2 separate regions of the Bicyclus anynana genome follow, and region 1 is linked to region 2. The links are chromatin contacts, called in public Hi-C maps. All regions are on one chromosome and are shown on one strand. The core of a region is the stretch at or near the end of the contact, and the rest is flanking DNA. Distances in the headings are between cores, read along the strand shown. Region 1 holds the start of LOC112043921 (hemicentin-2). Region 2 overlaps LOC112043921 (hemicentin-2).

What was found. Hi-C and Micro-C count contacts between places; a contact is called where the count stands out from the background.
Region 1: a Hi-C map of whole larva shows a contact between it and region 2, with 4 times the contacts expected there. The contact joins the promoter of LOC112043921 here to the enhancer-like site in region 2. A contact is called at or near these places in 2 of 2 Hi-C or Micro-C datasets (whole body and whole larva).

What each region holds. Positions count from the first base shown.
Region 1 is chr9:11,336,273-11,339,905 of ilBicAnyn1.1, forward strand. It overlaps LOC112043921 (hemicentin-2), which reads right to left and starts at 1,370. Exons shown (of 12, transcript XM_024079592.2): 1 at 985-1,370. The coding sequence starts at 1,036. LOC112043922 (juvenile hormone esterase) reads left to right here and starts at 610. Exons shown (of 4, transcript XM_052883422.1): 1 at 610-942.
Region 2 is chr9:11,286,133-11,289,973 of ilBicAnyn1.1, forward strand. It overlaps LOC112043921 (hemicentin-2), which reads right to left. Exons shown (of 12, transcript XM_024079592.2): 5 at 2,262-3,416; 6 at 1,284-1,849; 7 at 109-303. Among protein-coding and RNA genes, the nearest start is that of LOC112043917, 13 kb to the left of the region's middle. Within about 2 kb of position 1,744, at least 4 of the 8 cell types and tissues checked have open chromatin away from gene starts, as enhancers often do.

The sequences.
Region 1 (3,633 bases), core at 120-2,619, 50 kb after region 2:
TTCGTAAAATATCAATATTAGTAATTTAAATGGAAAATAATTGTTACCAAAAATATAGGTACATCATGTTGGTTGGTAGGTAAATATCCTATTATGTTTAACTTATAATCTCTATTGTTTAAAATTTTAAACTAGTAGGTAAGTAATATTATGAATTATAATATAATACTCTTTAAAGTTCCTAGGTAGGTAGTTACACACAGGTAAGCAAAAATTGCATTCAAAAGATCAGAGGGGCTAAATGCTATGCCTTTTCTTTTATACTATCACAAATGCGTCTGCTTGATAAATGGTCCTTAAACGATTGTAGTTAGAGTTGAATATGCTTAAAATGTTTAGCAAACTTTTTTTCGTACTTGCGTTTTTTCAAGAATTTTTATTACAGAAAGTAATACTTCCTTTATTCTTATTTTTTTAATCTCTATAGTCTTTTGGATTAAATGAAATAAAAAAAATCAAATAAGTTTCGATTTTCGTAGAACTGAATTTATCTGTGAATTTGAACATTGAAACACCTTTTATATGTATGTTTATTAATAAATTATTATATTACATTGTTTTCAATTCTTATTAATAAATTAATATAACAGGTTATATATTTTTTTCATTTAAGTAAAATTATAATTTGAAATAAAGTAAACAACAACTTCATTTAAAGTCACTTCTAAGATAATTTCAATAAAATGGGATTCATTATAAATAAAATACCAATTAATAATAGAACAACCCGATGTTTCAACAATATTCTATTGTTAATAACATCAGTTCAGGATCAGAATACCTTATTCTTCAAAAAAAAAGCTCGACCTGCATATAACAGCTAGGCTGTGACACACACAGCCATACAAAAATACAACACAACACACACACAAACACGTTTCACAACCAGTTGTTGATCCGTCGGCTGCGGGCGGCGAGCGAGCGAGCGCCGTGAGTCAGAAAGTAAGTAGGCAACTTAGTTCGCTAAGTAGTAAGTTGGCTTACCTGTACAAATCAGCAGCCAAGTAACTGGTGAAAGCAACCGGTGGGTCCCCATGTTGGCGCTGATGGAACTTTCTAATCAATTTTCAATATGGTTCAACACATCCTCGAAGACATCTTGCAACACAACTTAACAAATATTTCACTCCGACTTAACAAACTCACTTCACTCACATAAGGAATGTCTAAGTTTTGTCTGTTAACACAAACAAAACAACTGAGCAACCGCCACTATCACCACCACATTAGCTTGTTATGTACTTTAATAATCGTGTTTGTTTCATTGTTGAATCAAAAACAACACTTGGTCGCGAATATCGAATACACAACGCGTACGTAACTCAAAGTGACGGTTAGCTCAAGGCTGGCTAACAACTGAATTGAATGCAGTCAAGCCACGCCGCGCGCCGTGCGCTTGTCCTACCATTCGCTCACTTGTGCGAGAGAGACGGCAATAGCAGACAGACTGAGATAGAATCTAAGTTTCTGTTGTCTTGTCTGGAAAAGTGGTAGCAATACGTAGAGCCGTACCTCAATTTAACATAACTTCACTTCACTATAATTCTAAAAAGAAATATTTGAATTAGACGTTATGAAGTTGAATTTGATTTATTGGGATTCTCGTATCTTACGATGTACCCTTCATGTTTACAAGTATATGAAAAAAATTACGCTGAATATTGAATAACAACATTATCATTAATTAGGTAATAATAATAATTAATAATCAGAATCCGAAGAATCCTTCTTTTTGTTAAAATGCGAATTTATTTAAATTCCAAATCAATTTGGAATTAGGTTTTACTTAAATTAAGTTATTACTTAGAACATTAAATCCATTAATTTGGGTGTCATAAAAATAAAAACATTTTTCTGCTCGACTGTACACTAATATTTAATTATTTTTTTAAATCTATGACCACGAATAAAAATTTGCTGTAAAATTATGCCTTAAATAAAGTTAGTGCTATTAGAAATCCGCGACTTCATCCACCTGAACTTTGTTATTCGTATGCAAACACAATCCTACTCTTGATATATCTTCTTTCTCGATCTTTTTTTCTCAGGATGATAAAATCCTCATAGACATCTGTAACGGATAGCGTCACACTCCTACTGGGTAAGTATCAAAATTTTCTTTCACTATTTCAAAATAAGAACAGCGAAAGATTTAGACCGGAATCCGTTGAACATTTTATACAACTGATTACCATAAAGTTAATTTTTCGTGAGTAGCTTCATCTCGATGAGATGAAGTTCTCATCAACTTATTTATTTACGAAAATTCTTGATTCTGGTATTTTCATTCAATGGGGTTGGCAACTGCTAAAGTGGCGTTTTTTAAATGGTTCCTAATTTGTAGCCGATTGGTTTTTAATTGGTAGCCGATTTTTGTATGGGAAAAATTAGAAATTAATTTGTAATAATAATAATAATGACTTTCTGTGCTGTTACCTAGCCTATTAACCACCCTTCATATTTCCTACTCAGTCTGTATCTAGTTCGATAGTCAACCGGTCTATTACCACAATTTTTGTGTTCTATTCTATTATTAATATCCTAACCCCAACGCCTTGCTTAAATAAATAAAAGAATAAATAAATTAAACTCTAATCAGTCGAAATCAATATAATTGTCCCAGCTATGTGAATATTATGTAAAAAGTGCATGCATGAAAATACGTTTAGGCAGGTACTTATTTCAGACGTTGGCATAAACGGAAAAAGAACGGAATAAATGGTATGTTAATCTGGATTAGCCTAACCTTAACATTAGCCTAATCCTGGCTATTATTGAGGTGTGATTATTATGGATAGACAACATGAAAATTTCAAATTAGCGCACACTAATTTGTGCTTTTTTCATACATTTTTACAAGCTATCAACAATAGCTATCTATGTTTATAAATCATTGCATGTTCACGGCATATTTGTCCAACCCGACGTCACCGTTTTTAGTCGAGAGGTTATAGGTAGGTACTCGTAAGTAATCGCGCAGCGAATATCTAATACAATCACATTCCTCGCCCACGTATTGACTAAACGCGTAGTAGGTACATATTTCCATAAGCTTAACGCCATGACATTTATATGATTAGCATAGCATGACAACGTGCTCAGATTACAAGGCGTGGTAAAAATTCTCCTGAGTTATATCGCTCGTCGTTCTCTCAAGGTTCTAGGACTTGGGATACACTGAAAGCTTAGCAAATAGTCAATGCAATAGTCTAGTCTAGCTAAGCTAACCTAACCTATCCTAGGATCTAGTCTAAGATCCTAATTTAATCCATTAACATATCCTAGGATCTAGTCGAAGATCCTAGTTTTATCTATTAACCTATCCTAGGATTTAGTCAAAGATCCTAGTTTTATCCATTAACTTATCCTAGAATTTAGTCTAAGATCCTAGTTTTATCCATTAACGTATCCTAGGATTTAGTCTATGATCCTAGTTTTATCCATTAACTTATCCTAGGACTTAGTCTAAGATCCTAGTTTTATCCATTAACTTATCCTAGGATCTAGTCTAAGATCCTAGTATTATCCATTAACCAGCTCGATGAACGTCGTCTTATATTGGGTACCTCTACTAGTCGACTAAAGATTCACCCGACTTCAAAGTGGAAATTAAAAGTTGCTATTTATTTGAGA
Region 2 (3,841 bases), core at 494-2,993:
CAGGTCGCACCTCGGGACCCCTAACATCCATCGGCTCTTTGAGCTATGTGGCCTGGCACTTCAGATTCGCGACTCGATTATAGTCATAATTTATTTTTATTTCCTTACCTGCCACCCGTCTGGACCTCCCTGCCCCTCAACAACGCCAACAAGCGGCAGACACGTGGGTCCCACGCTGAAGCTGATCAGCGTCGAGCTAGGGTTGTACGTCACGTGCTCTGGCGGCAAGATCTTGTCCACTTTGGTTGTCACCGACAGTTCGTTTGAATAGTTGCTTTGTCCTTTTGTGTTTACCGCTTTGACCTAAAATATTAAGACAAAAATTATAAATTTAAATTGGTTTAGGTAATAGTTTAGTTTTAGAATAAAAGGCTTTTTTTCAACATGACCTCCCCCTCTGTTTATTCCTTCAGTTAACCGAAAAAATTGTGCCAGGGTTGGGTGCGATAATAATTCAAAGGGGTGCTGTAGTTATTGGACCCCATAGTGTAGAGTTATAGAGCTATATGAAAGAAAGAAAATAAAATTAAAACCGTGCCACAGATAACAATTTATACCTCGTCCACATGGGCGTGTCAAGACAAAAACACATGTAGCAGAAGCATCAAAAAAGTACACTATTATGTATGGCACGTTGAAAAAGAGCTCAATATTTGTGCTGCACGAATCAAGCATTTGGAAGCACAAATTTTGGAACTTGGTCCAAAGAACGCCGATTTTCAGCATATTATGCTAGAATTTATTTGATGTAAACCATTTGATATGAAAAGAACTACGTAAGTAATAACTGCATTCCGTGGTGCTACTAGTGATTATGTTTAAAATAAAATTGGTATTTTCTACATGAAAAATTGCGGCAGTGAGGAAGCTAGTACCTACATGAATGTTCTTATAAAGGCACACTAAAAATGATTTACCTTGAAAATATATGTCACCTGCTGGTAGCGTTAAAGAAAAAGAGAAATGAGCTTTGTGATCACTAAATACACTAATAGAGCAAAAAAGAACAAGCTTACAGGTGATAAAAATGATATTATTGAATGTAATGACATTTTTCTATGATTTATCTTAGACGATACATTTTTAAAGAAGATTTTGGCAATCAGTACAATGACACGTGAAATGTAAAATCAATTATCCAATCAATACATCTCTCTTCTATAAATCACTACGTATTTGTCAAAGCTTTTCCATATGCAATAAATGGTTTGAAGTTCTTTATGAAATGAAACACACAGAACGCTACAACACTAAGGTGGCAAAATTACAGTGAATCTAAATACCTTGAAGTAGTATGAGTTATGTTGCTCAAGGCGTGTCACGTTACAGGGGTTCGCACGTCCACAATCATATTCTTTCCAATCGAATTCATCGTCTCGATCAGCTGCGCAGTGTTCACCACCGGCTGGGTTCCTAACACGACGATACAGCACGAAGTACTTCGTACTCGACAACCCACCATTAAACCCTTCTTCCCATTTCAATGTCACGTATGTCGCATCAACCTTCTGAGTGGCTAAATTCTTCGGCGGTTCTGGCGCACCTTTCGGTTGAAGCCGAATTTGTGGGCGAATGTTTCCTAGAGAATTCTTCACTTTGCAATAATAATCGCCGTAGTCTTGTAGCTTCACATTCCTAATCACTAGTATGCTCAAATATGAATCGTTTTCGTCTGTCGTGGTTATGATCTCGTAATGACCGTCTGATGACATGTGCAGTGGCGCAGGGTTCGAGCTGTAAAACCATTGGAATTCCGGTTTGGGGTACGCTTGTACGCGGCATGAGATCTCCGCATTTTCCATTAGGTCGTAAGCGACTTTCTTTTGTTGCCCGATTGATATGGGCTCATCTGAAATTGCAAAAAAATTATTACAATATGTTAAATTGATCCTTGTCACTTGTACTTACATCCATAAATTTATTCAGAACTGTATTATTGTCGTTCTAGAAGAAACTCATGTCGATTATTTATATGGACCAACATGGATAATAATATTATATAACATAGTAAGTTACAAATATCTGTCATTATGGAGGTAGGTACACTATATTGCATTTACCATGATGTCATAGCGGAACCGAAATGAAAGTAACCTCGTTTTATAAATGAGTAATTTGGAAAAAACAAGCGATCAGCCGATCAGATGAATCAACAAACACTCAAACATTGAAAACAATCTCATTTGCATTATGTAGGTACTTGAATAAATCATTAATTTAACGGAAGTTATTAAAAATACATATATAAATCTTATACTCACGTTCAATTCGTAACTGCATGGAGGACTCTACTTTTTTGACTTCATTTTCAAAAGAGCACGAGTATACGCCTCTATCTGCTGGTAGCAAGTCATCACCATTCGGTCTGGCTTTTCCGTGAAATCTGAGCACACTTTGTATATTATAAACTGCATTTCTACTTTCATTTATTTCCGTTTTGACTTCGTACAAATTTGCATCAGGATGAATTTCAGCATTGTTCTTATACCACTTCACATTTGGTAGAGGTTTGCCAAGTGCAACGCAGGTCAATGAATAGTTTCTTTCACCAGAGTTTTTAATAACGTGAGGTTGTAGTTTAGATTGGAATCGTGGCGGTTGGTACACTTCCAGGTTAACTGTGGCTAGTTCACTGTGTCCCAATTCATTGGTCGCCTGGCAGTGGTACATTCCCTCGCTGCCGAGATGTGCACTGGGTATCGTATATTTATTGCCTGTAGCGAGCACTGACGACTTTATATCACCAGTTTCAATTTCCCGGAACCAGCGGTACTGAGGGACAGGCCAGCCTGGAGGTTTGGCGCTGCACGTTAACACTACTCCCGCGCCTTCCTGAGCTATTGGATGATCGGGACTGATGTAAGCTCTACCAGGCTTATGTCGCACAAGTACTGCCACAGATGCAGTTCCGGTTCGTTCTGCTTTATTGCCACTGCTTGGTGATATAACATTTACCGCTTTGCAGATATATGTGCCTGCTGTATCAGCGTTCACTCTTGTCAATAATAAAATGTTTCCTTTCTGACGGAAATCTGTTCTTCCTTCTCTAGTCCATTCGACTGATATAGGTTCAGGATTAGACGAAACATCACATCTAATTTCTACAGTACCGCCTTCTTCAGCTTCGTAAGTCTTAGAGTCTACAGTGACACTGGGAGGGTAAAGGACGTCTAAGAATATTTCGTTTTCACCAGGATGCCCGAGGCCATTGTCAGCGCTGCATATGTATTTGCCAGCGTCCTGTACTGTTACTCCTTGGATGATGTGGTTAAACGAGTTAGCAATGTACTTTCCATCTCTGGTCCATCTAACAGTGTTAACTTTAGGTTTGGCGTCAACTTTGCACACCATTTCTGCAGTCAAATCAATCTCTACGCGTAGAGGGTTTTCTGGACCAACTTCGACGCGCGGGAAATCTGAGAACAAAATTTATTTCTTTGAATGTTTGTTGCTAGCTTTGAGTAAGAATTAATTAAAAAATTAATGTGGCTTTACCTTTAAATGAGAAACGGTAAAATATTTTCGAAACAATATTTACGAGTTATATACATAATGTATATATGTATAATGTAAATTGCCTCATAATATTAAGATACATATATGTATGTTATATGACTCTTTATATTTATGATGGATAGGTATTTTTGTATGTAGGTAACAAACCAGCAAAAGAACATAAAGTTTTAGGAGGACTACTTAAGAATATTTATTTATCGGATAGTTTTATTTAAATTGTTTGCATCTTTAATTAGGAGGACTACTTAAGAATATTTATTTATCGGATAGTTTTATTTAAATTGTTTGCATCTTTAAGAAGTTGAACATTCTTTTAAATAAACAC